Linked DNA regions of Zea mays: regions 2 and 3 are each linked to region 1. A link is a contact called in public Hi-C data. All regions are on one chromosome and are shown on one strand. The core of a region is the stretch at or near the end of the contact, and the rest is flanking DNA. Distances in the headings are between cores, read along the strand shown.

Region 1 (3,526 bases), core at 731-3,230:
ATTTTATTTTGGGATGGAGGGGGCATCTTTTATAGTGCACTTAAATATACACTATATCTAAATACATAGTTAAAGCATTGTATATAGAAAAGCCAAAATGACTGGGTGTGTTTGGTTTGAATTTTGGCTTTGGCTTTTGCCCCCCTAAAAGCCAAAAACCAACCAAATGGCTGGATCCAGGAAGAAGCTTTTTCTAAAAGCCGACTTTCTCGGAGTGCAAATCTGAAAGTACCTCTGGACCCGCTTTTAGTGAATTTTCGGATGGAACTGTGAAAACATATATTGAAAAAATTTTAACGACTTTTAGTGGTTTCCAACAAACGTTTTTTAGTTTTTTAACATTTTACAGCCTACAACAGCTTTTTGCATAGCTCACAGCCCACAACAACTTTTTTCACAGCCACGGCCCAACCAAACAGACCCTTAGAATTGAGATTTGGAATGGAGGGAGTAAGATCTAAGAGAATAAATATGAGTTCAGAAGGAAAGACTCTGTCTTGGTGAACGGATGTCCAACTATACGTACAATCACTAAGCATTGCAAGGGAAAGCAAAAGATTCACATAGTTTATGCAATATTTTTTTTGACGGTGAATAGTTTATGCAATATTGTTTGCAAAACGAGAGAAATGTGGGAACATGAGACAGAGACAGTGATAACTGATAAGTTGAACATAAAAGGAAGCATTTCGAAGGCCAATAAGCCCATGTAACTGAAAACAGAATTCAATATCAATTTATGTGTTGCACTCATGGAGGAGTATTGAATGCATCTCTGCTTAGCCCCTTTCTTCAAGCAACAAGCACAATAAAGCATACATGGTAGCAATTTATGCTCTCAGCTACAGGAAGCAGTTTCCAGATCAGTATATGTTTTGCAGAATTCAGAAACAAGCTAGTTAACAGAATGTAAACTGAGTTATTGAGGCCCAAATGTAGACATCAGAAACATTCTTGTCAAACAACGGCATCTTATGTCAAAGCAAGCAGGTAGGACACAGACTAAGGGCTTGTTCGATTGCATGGAGATCAAAAAGGATCAAGGGGTATTAAATCTCTTTCCATTCATTTTTTTATTAGCAAGGGTTTTAATTCCCTCCAAATCCCCTTCAAACCACTGCTAACAGAAGAAATCACTCCTAACAGAAGAAGCTAGTAATATAGTACTAACTCCGTTCTCGAATATTTGTCGTCCATTTTTGAACTAAAACGCGACAAATAAAAAAATAGTGGAAATAGTAAAATATGAGCAGTTTCCAAAGGGGTCAAACTGTCAGCTGGTAGATTCCAGAAATAGGCAGCAAGCCGGACAGGATTTAGCAAGAATGATTGTAGAAATGTCACTTTCATCTTCATTGCTGGATTTGCAGCCTGGAACATTACAGGTCACAGCCACTGACCCACCCAAAGCCAAACGCAATGCTGCTTGAACCCCAGAAAAGGAACCTGCAATAATGGACTTACCGATCCACTTGTGCGGAACAAGCAAATTCAGCACAGAAACATCTCCAGACCGGCAGACCCTTGTCACATAGTGACAACTGCTGTCCACGAAAGTCCCCCTGGAGAACGAGCGAAGCAGAGTAGCAGACAGAGGAGGCAGATGTAACGCGGCGCGGAATCAGCTAAGCGAGCGGCGGGACACATTTGCGCGCTTGGCAGCGAGCGCGCAGGTAATCGCGCATGGATGCTACGCAGTACGCAAAATCGTCCGCGCGAGAGTCACACACTCGGTGGAGGCCCGATTCAGACCTACGAGATAAAGCGCCACGCGAGTAGTACGACGTTGGAGGGGGAGCGCAGCTCAGATGAGCGTCGAGGCGGCGGGCGGGCTAGGAAGGGACGAACCTGCTTGGTTCTGGCGGACGAGCAGCTGCAGGCGAAACGCCAATGGCGATGAGACGACAGCGAGGCCAGCGAAGAACGCGATGCGGTACGGGACTACGGGAGAGCGCGGCAGAGCGGCGGTGACTTCCGCGTGACCGTGGAGGACCGGCGTTGATGGATTAATGGGTTAGTTGGTGGTGGCGACGTGGTGGGTTGTGTCTGTGTGGTTAGATCTGGGACTTCAGCGTCGTGGGGAGGGGGCGCTGTGTTGGCGTTGGCCACGACTGGATCTGGCACTCGTGATGAGCTGCCGGCCTCGGCCGGGCGGCCGGACCGCTGCCTGCGGCGTGGTTGCGGTCGCGCCTTGGATTCGTCGCTCGTGACCCCCCCTCGTGCTCCTGCCGGCCCGCGTTCGCGACAGGCGTCGTACCTGCCGCTTAGCGCGTTGCACGGTGGATTCAATTATCGGTCTATTACTCTACTGTACGGTGGATTCAATTATCGGTCTATTACTCTACTGTACGGTGGATTCAATCATCGGTCTATTACTCTACTGTACGCTGCACGCCAACGCTTTGACAAGGATGGTACTGCGTGCGGCGTAATTATGTGCGTGTTAGTCACATCTTTCACGGGGTACTGACAAGAAAACAGGTTCACATCTATAGCATTTTTATCTTTCACAAATTAGAATATATTTGGTTGGACTATGACCATAAAAAAACTGTCATATATTGTGAGATACGAAAAAAATTGTTGTAAAATGTGAGCCGTAAAAAACAACAAATCGTTTAGTGGAAGCCATTAAAAATTCTTACATATATTTACAAGATTCTTTTGTCCGAAAGTTACTAAAATATGGTCTAGATGTGCTTTTAATTCTGCACTGCTCGAAAGTCGGCTTTTTGAAAAAAGTTGTTGGCTCAATTAGGTCTTTGATTTAGCTTTTGATTTTTGGGAGGCAAAAGTTATAGCTAGAAGCCAAACCAAACACACTCTTAGTTTCACTAGAATCATTAATGACTCATTTGGTTGCTGAGGATTGGGTGTGATCGAAGGACATATAATCCTTTTCTAAAGCCATAAAACCGAACAAGCCCTAATATTTTTTTAGATTTACTATTTTTTAACACTATCGTGACTTACATAGCAATTCACTATAATTTCTTCTTCTCTACACGTACCCCAACCTTAAGCTACTCATATGCCCACCCACTATAACCACTCCAACGCTGATCATGAGCATACGCCACACGCAGCTCCTCGCTGCCATGCACACCTCTTTTGACCTGCTCCGTCCTCCACTGCTTTGGCTCACAATTACAAGGATCTAGATGGCTATATGTGTTAATAACCTATAAAAATTCTATCTATAAAGTATATTTTAGTAGAGCAAAGTGGTTAATATAAAAATCATCCAAATAGCAACTACAAGCATCAGCTCTAGTGTTAATAGCTCTTAAAAACTCTCATGCTTAATCTCTACTACTCTTAAGCAAATAGTGTAGGCGTCCACACCCACGGTTCTGCCTCCCACTCCCACCCGCGACATCCTCCGCTCATCCCCACGTCCGCGGTCGCCCCCACAATCAACGGGATTGCCCCCGCGATCCCCTTCACCTCCCAGATCTCGTGCTCTCCATTCACCTCCCAGATCCTGTGCTACATCCAAGGAAGTGGTGATGGTCCGCGGCCACCC
Region 2 (3,471 bases), core at 481-2,980, 180 kb after region 1:
TAGTGTGACAAATCATTGCTGTTCCATCCAATTCAGCAACCTCAAACACCATATAGTCCATTGCGCCAATGTGGTCTCAGAAACGACCTAATGCTTGCAAGAGCAAAGAACGTCGTGCCGTGCTTGGGCTGTAGCCTCAGCCCGTAGTGTTGGCCCGGCCCGACACAATTATTTTTTTATTTTAGAAAAAACGTATATACCTATATACAATTTATATTCAATATTAAAAACATCTTAGCGTGATGTTCTACTGGTTAGACAGTTTCACCCAGTGTCTTCCGCCCTTCTTCCATCAGGGCATGGGTTCGAACCCCACCTCCTGCACCATTTTTTAACGTTGATTTAATTAAATGGATTAACGGGCTAACGAGCTGGTCCGACACAGTTAGCAGGCCGGCATGACGTGCCTGTGCCATAGTTGTGGCCCGCGTGCATCTAGCCCGTATCGAGCGTCGTTACGTTGATTTAATTAAATGGATCAACAGGCTAACGGTCTGGCCCGACACAATTAGCAGGCCGACATGACGTGCATGTGCCACAGTTGTGGCCCACGTGCATCTAGCCCATGTTGGGCGTCGTTTGACATCTATAGACGTGCAACGGATTAATTTAAAATAGCTGTGAGGAGTTATTTGTAAAAAAATAATGCATGACGACTGTTGAAACTGATGCTTTAAGTATAGTATAGATAACTGAGAAGCATCACGCTGGCTTCGGCTTCAACATCGAAACACAAACACACAAAGGAAACAAACATAGCGCTAAGTAACGCAGATCGCCATCAAAATTAATTACCACGAAGCTAGGTGAACTTGCAAAGATCACCCGTTATACTCAGATCATCGACAGCGCGTCATGACGAACTCCAAAAGCAACGACGGCGATGACGCAGAGCGCGGAGATATGCTACACGGACAGGGGACAAGGGCGATGTGCGTACGGAGAGAGTGAACCAGGGGGCGGCGTTGGACGCTCACAGAATTGAAGCTGCTGGCCACGACGAAGTTAAAGCCAGACGAGGAGCCGATGGCGTAGACCCAGTGGTGACGAGTTGTCGAGCGAGCAGAATAGCCGGAGGAGCTAGAGACTGGCAGCTCGGCGGAGGTAGACTCGCAGCCATGGATGGAGCAGTGACACGTTCCGTCGTCGAGGTGAACGGAGGTTGGTGGCTAGGGTGCTAGTTTGGCGAGTTCGCGACCACCGACGAGGCCACGCGCACAACCCCGGCCCAGAACTCGGACACCATGACCGAGCAGTGGAAGGAGGCCGAACGCAGGGATTGGCGGCTGTCGATCTGGCGTGTCGAGCACGAGCAGGGATAGGGTTATAGATGGCCAAAAAGCACGAGGCCCGTGAGCCCGGCACGAAGCCCGCTTTTTGGGCCCGGTCCGAACCCGGCACGGTAGAATAAGCGGGCGGGCTTGGACAAGAAACTAGGCACGGCGGGCTAGCCCGGCACGGCCCGTTTACCTCTAAGCCCGTTAAGCCCGGTTTTTTTACACTAAAACGTGCTTACCGGCCCGCTTAGCCCGCTTTTCGGCCCGTTTTTTTCGTGCTAAACGGGCCGGCCCGGCCCGTTTAGGCCCGCTGCGGGCCGGGCTTGGACAGAAACTTGAGCACGATGGCACAGCAGGCCCGGCCCGGTTTTTGGCCGGGCTTCACCGGGCCCGGGCCGGGCCGGGCCGGGCGGCCCGTTTGGCCATCTCTAGATAGGGTGCTGCGTCACGGAGAATCGGTGGCAAGGACAAGGACTGGAGCAGGGACGGGAGGGGGCTCGCCATGGCCGATCCTGGTCGGATGCTGACGACGCCGCCGTGACCAGGGCGAGCACGACCGAGGGAGGGGCCTCGGCTGGGCGCCATGGGCGGGCAGCAGGAGGGCCATCCCGGCGAGCAGGAGACCGCGCGCGTGTACCTGGTAACGAGGGAGCGGGATGTGATGGGGAGGAAGATGGAGACTGGGTGCTGCTGCCGCGGCTTGCTGAAGACTAGAGGGAGGCGCGGCCGTGGAGAGGGAAGAGAGAACTGCACGCCATGGGAGGGAGGCTGGAGGAGCACCGCGGCCAGCCGAGGAAGCTGCGCGCGTAGAAGAGGCAGGGCGCGCAGAGAGCTCCACGGCAAGGGAGCTGGGAGCAGGGCGCAGCGCTGGAGGGCGAACAGGACGCACTGCGGCCATTGGAAGTAGCTGGAGGGAGCGCCGTGAGCCGAGGGAGAAAGATAGCGACGGGAGGATAAGAGAACAGCAGCGGCAACGAAAAATCTGAGGGAAGGCGGCGTGGGGATGAGGATCGGCTGAGGAAAAAAAATCTGAGAAGATATTTTTTTATTTTTTCCATTTCCCATTTTTTATTTAAAGAACATTGTAGATATTTCAAACTTTTGGATTTTTAGCGATGCATAATGAGTCGACTATACGGCTACACATTTTATTCTATAAATTATTAAACCAAATTAATCAGTAATTACTCGCTTTCAGTTCTAATTACACTGGTCTGGTTTGTTTCGGACTGAAAACCATTTTCGTCGAGTTCCAATTAATTTGTTCAGGATAAAAATCATCCGAGTGGGTCGAGCTTCCGAATTCTTATTCTCTAATCTATAAATTTTAAACGGGCACAAGACTTGACATATCGCGAAATAAATACGCGAGATCAATGCGGCATCGAAAGTGTGATTCTTTCGGAAGCGACGACACACATCGTTAACGTGGGCGAGAAGCTGTGCGCTGTCCAGACACCGGTTAGCGCTCGCCACACGTCACAATGCCAGGCCGTAGAGGGACGCGCGCAAAGCTGGCGCGAGAGAATTCAAAGTGGATTTTACGGAACCAGATTCGATTTCAAAGGTTAGAGTTCGGACAGGGTGTAAATGGACTGAATCCATGACATCGGTATTTTAGACCATATTTAATCCATTCTAATTTTTACGATTCTCGCCAGCAAACGAGATTAGGTAATCCAAAAGTTCATGAAACCCTTTTAATGGTTTAGATTATGGAGATGAATACAACACCAAACTCGAGCTATTTTTTTCCGAAGCCGCATTCACGCTCATGACCAATCTAAACAGCATCGGACTCGACATTTTTGAAGGTCACTAAAGTCCGAGCTTCATAAAATATTTTGGGTAGTCATCTGTATTCGTCGTTAAGCGTACAGTAACACCTGGGGTGTTACACGCACTGTGCCATTACGGAGGATGGAAAAAACACACTGTTGCCCCAACGCTTTGTGTTTAGCGGCATCTAACTGTTTTCCATTCTCTCATTGTCAGAATTTGCTGTCCCCGGATTAGCAAGTTCCAACATTTGGCACCCACCCGCGATGGCCCCCAACAGAGCGAGTTCGAAGGCCGCTGCTTCCGTCGACGACGCAATGAAGGCAGCACTCCTGGTGGAGAAGAAAGGCAAGGCTCCCATTGCAGACAATATCCTTCAGGAGGCCTTCAAAGATGATGTCATCAACAGCAAGAG
Region 3 (3,641 bases), core at 977-3,476, 230 kb before region 1:
ACACGCGTGCTGGCAAGGAAGAGGCAATGGGCCGCGCGATAGTGTATGCGAGGTGGGCCGAAATGTGGGGTTCTAGCCCATGCGCAGGCATTTTCCCTTTTCTTTTATACTTTTTATTTCTTTTTCCTTGTTTTGTTTTCCCAAAGTTCAAACTTATTTCCCCCTTCAAAGTCCAAATTTTGTGGTGGATTTGTCCTTAATTTATTATACAATTGAAGGAATCAATTAAGTAAAAAAATCTATTCTTTTATTATTATTATTTTGCTTTATGTAGTGCCATCTTATTTCTGTCTCATTTCTAACTTATCATCCATTGCTCTAAATTGCATTTCTTTGGTTAAATTCTAACTTATACATTGACACCTCTTTCTTAAACTTGCCAAAATTTAATGCACAAACATAAAAGTTCAACATGATGCATGATTTATTTAAGTGTCATTGGTTAGTTAATCCCCTTTTGATGGTGTTTATTCACATGTGATAGTAACTAGAGGTGGTACACACATATAGATAAAGGGAATATTCTCTTATTATATGATTTACAAATTTAGGTATTACACGTATATATCATAAACTGGATATATTGAGCCTAGCTACATGGCTGTTGGAGCGATTCTATATTTTTGGAGCCATCTATTTTTTGTGTTTTTGTGCACATGCAGTGGAAACGGAAATGTCATCCAAAATTTGCACACATGCAATGTAAACTCTCACGATCTGCCATAATTATCGGATCTGCCATAAAAATAGGATATATATGTATGCGCCTGCGCGTGTGGATGTGGTCCAGTGGCTGGGCGGAGTTTTTATGCTATGTCTATGAACTATTTACGTTATTTCTATTAACTATTTACATCATTTGTGCAAAAAAAACATAACCACAATTATGACGTGCATCCCACGCAGAGGTTGTGTGTTTGATCTAGGGTTTGACTTACACGCATACGTGGGAAGGTTTGACCTGGTGTATGGCGGGAGACACATCAGGCCGCATGCACCTTGTTGAGTGTGGTACATAGGGTGGCTGGGCTTCCTGTAATTATTGAAAGCCATGGACTCACGATATACCGACACTATATATATCATTGAGGGTTGCTATTTCATTCGTGTTTATCTTATTGCGTTATATGCTTTTGAAAACATCGCTATGGAACTCATTAAGAATGGCCTTAGAACGTACATGTAAATTTTGCAACAAAAAAAAGCAAAGCAATTTCTAATTTAACTACTAGACAGCACGTACATTTAAGTAGCCATATAACTTCAACTTTCTTGCGTGTGTTACATCAACTGCTTTATGGACTTAGGGTTAGCTACGGATCTTCGTTACTCCTAGCATCCCACTCAGCAATCATAGGCCGGCCAATGAATTTCCAGTTGTTATATATCATCGCCTTAATTGCCTGGCAATTCTACGGGATACTACCAACAACTCACAGCGGCCGATCAAAATCGCTTCCAGTTGTCAATGAATAACGGTTCGCGTCAGATCAAATCCTCATTTTTTTGTCAGTTGTTTGTTAATGAGGGAAGGAGGTAACCAAATCAAATTTGCGAGACAGTGATGGAGTCGTCATGCCTCTGGATCGCGTGCATATGGTGGTATCACATCAAACTTTGTAGCACTGATGAACCCCCAGTTTTGAACTGTGCGGATTCCATAGAATTAATCCATAACGGAATCCCACTGTTTCTTGCGAAAATTCTTCGAAGTCCGTGTCACTTCCTGAAATATTACCATGAGTGGAGGCCTAATTGTAAGCGCAGCAATGGACGACGAGGTGTACGTTCAGGTACATTATCTGGACTCGGTAGCCTCGGTTTCGTGTAGGATGCCATACAGATACACAGTTCGTGTGCAGCTCTAGAATAGTACAGATGTCCAATGAATGACATCACTGAATTTACCTTGCACCTTTTCATTCAAGTTGGATATTATTAACTTATTAATAGCTGGATTATGTAGTGGTCTAGCGATCGTGAGCAATTTTATCCAAGGTGCTGCAACGGTCTGGTTCAAAATTTATCCGTTGCATTGCACCGTACCGTTCATCTTGCCGGCAGATATTGACTGGATCCATAGATGGAACAACGCAAGCAAAAAGAGAGCGTCATCTACAGACAGTGTAGTAGAGCTAGCTAGCGTTCAGTTTGTTGAGCCGTCAGTGTCAGTGCGCTCCAACCAACCATTACTAAACCCCCCCTCCTCTTCGCTTCGCATTCAAATCAACACCCATCTCCGAGCTGGACCAAGTCTTCTAGCCTAGCTCTTACGGCACCAAGCAGGCCTGCACAGCATTTCCGTTGCCCGCGCGCGCACACACTGCAGGCCTCACTTCTTGGTGGCACTGGCAGTGGCACTGGCGGCAATGCCGGACTCGGATGTCCCCAGCCCAGCATCGTCGCCGCTTGGCAGCGTGCAGAAGATTGCCAGGGGTCGGAAAAGCAGGCGCGGCGGCGGGCGGAGCCCGGCGTACCGCGGCGTGCGGATGCGGGCGTGGGGGAAGTGGGTGTCCGAGATCCGCGAGCCGCGCAAGAAGTCCCGCATCTGGCTCGGCACCTTCCCGACGGCCGAGATGGCGGCGCGCGCCCACGACGCCGCCGCGCTAGTGGTCAAGGGCCGCGGCGCGGTGCTCAACTTCCCTGAGATGGCGGCGTCCCTGCCGCGCCCGGCTTCCGCCGCGCCGCGCGACGTGCAGGCCGCGGCCGCGCGCGCCGCCGCCATGGACGTTCCCGTGGGCGCGGCGGAGCCGCTGCCGTCCTCGTCGCCGCAGCAGGTGCTGGGGCAGCCGTTAGTTGTAGGCGACCCCGATGTGGAGCTCCTGGAGGAGATCGTGGAGCTACCGTTGATCGACGAGGATGTCATGGCGTCGGACGACGTGTTCTGCTGGACGGCGTCGTTCCACGACTGTGCCGCCGACGACCCGCTGTCGTACGAGCCGAACGCGTGGATGCAGGCAGGCGGCAGCATTGCGGCGCAGGTCGCGGAGATGATGGTGCCCGGGACCGGGCTCGCCACGGACCAGCTCTGGACGGCGCAGCCAGACGGCATTATGCCTTCGGAGCTCGGTGCGTTCTTATGGAACCCCTGTAGTTAACTACGCAACTAGCTAATCGATCTGCCCGTCTCTCTCTTTGCTCTCTTTGCAGTATATATAAATATAAATCGCATGCTTTGTTAATAGCTCAGAAAGCATCTGCATCGAACGACGGCTTGCTACGTACGTACCGTTGGCACGGCAGTAGCAAACATACGGACGCATCTGGGTACCTTTCCAATTCTGCTGCGCTCTTCTCCTTCTCTACGGTCTTTTATGTGCATGCGAAGCCTGATTGCGATCGCGTCAATGGAAGACAGATAGGCGGTTGTGGGAGAACGACGCAAGCAACTAAAGGGTACTGGAGAGTCAAACAAAATAGAGTGATTCCATTCCATTATTTAAAAATAGAGCCGGTCTATTCTGTGTTTGGCATAAAAAATATGGTCGCTCTATTTTTTGTTTGGTTGAATAGTAGAATAAAGCGGAGTCGTTCCGTTCTTTATTTGGTTTGAGAGCCGTATGATTATAGAGAGGAGTAGAAGAGGGAGAGCGCTCACATCCGGAAGAGCGCTCGCGTCCGATCGTTTTTGTGGAGTGGGA

Evidence for each region. A called contact is a pair of places that touch in the nucleus more often than the background predicts.
Region 2: a Hi-C map of tassel shows a contact between it and region 1, with 5 times the contacts expected there. The contact joins the enhancer-like site here to the promoter of LOC100276479 in region 1. A contact is called at or near these places in 5 of 25 Hi-C or Micro-C datasets (ear, leaf, leaf mesophyll and 1 more).
Region 3: a Hi-C map of tassel shows a contact between it and region 1, with 2.4 times the contacts expected there. The contact joins the promoter of LOC103638592 here to the promoter of LOC100276479 in region 1. A contact is called at or near these places in 2 of 25 Hi-C or Micro-C datasets (ear and tassel).

The regions. Positions count from the first base shown.
Region 1 is chr9:80,424,005-80,427,530 of Zm-B73-REFERENCE-NAM-5.0, reverse strand. It overlaps LOC100276479, which reads right to left and starts at 1,980. Exons shown (of 3, transcript NM_001150257.1): 1 at 1,849-1,980.
Region 2 is chr9:80,246,225-80,249,695 of Zm-B73-REFERENCE-NAM-5.0, reverse strand. No RefSeq gene overlaps it. Among protein-coding and RNA genes, the nearest start is that of LOC103638589, 19 kb to the left of the region's middle. Within about 2 kb of position 1,730, at least 13 of the 20 cell types and tissues checked have an H3K27ac peak or open chromatin away from gene starts, as enhancers often do. A contact at or near this core is called in ear, leaf and tassel, where this site is marked.
Region 3 is chr9:80,657,741-80,661,381 of Zm-B73-REFERENCE-NAM-5.0, reverse strand. It overlaps LOC103638592 (ethylene-responsive transcription factor TINY), which reads left to right and starts at 2,226. Exons shown (of 1, transcript XM_008661467.2): 1 at 2,226-3,543. The coding sequence starts at 2,370. The coding sequence ends at 3,098.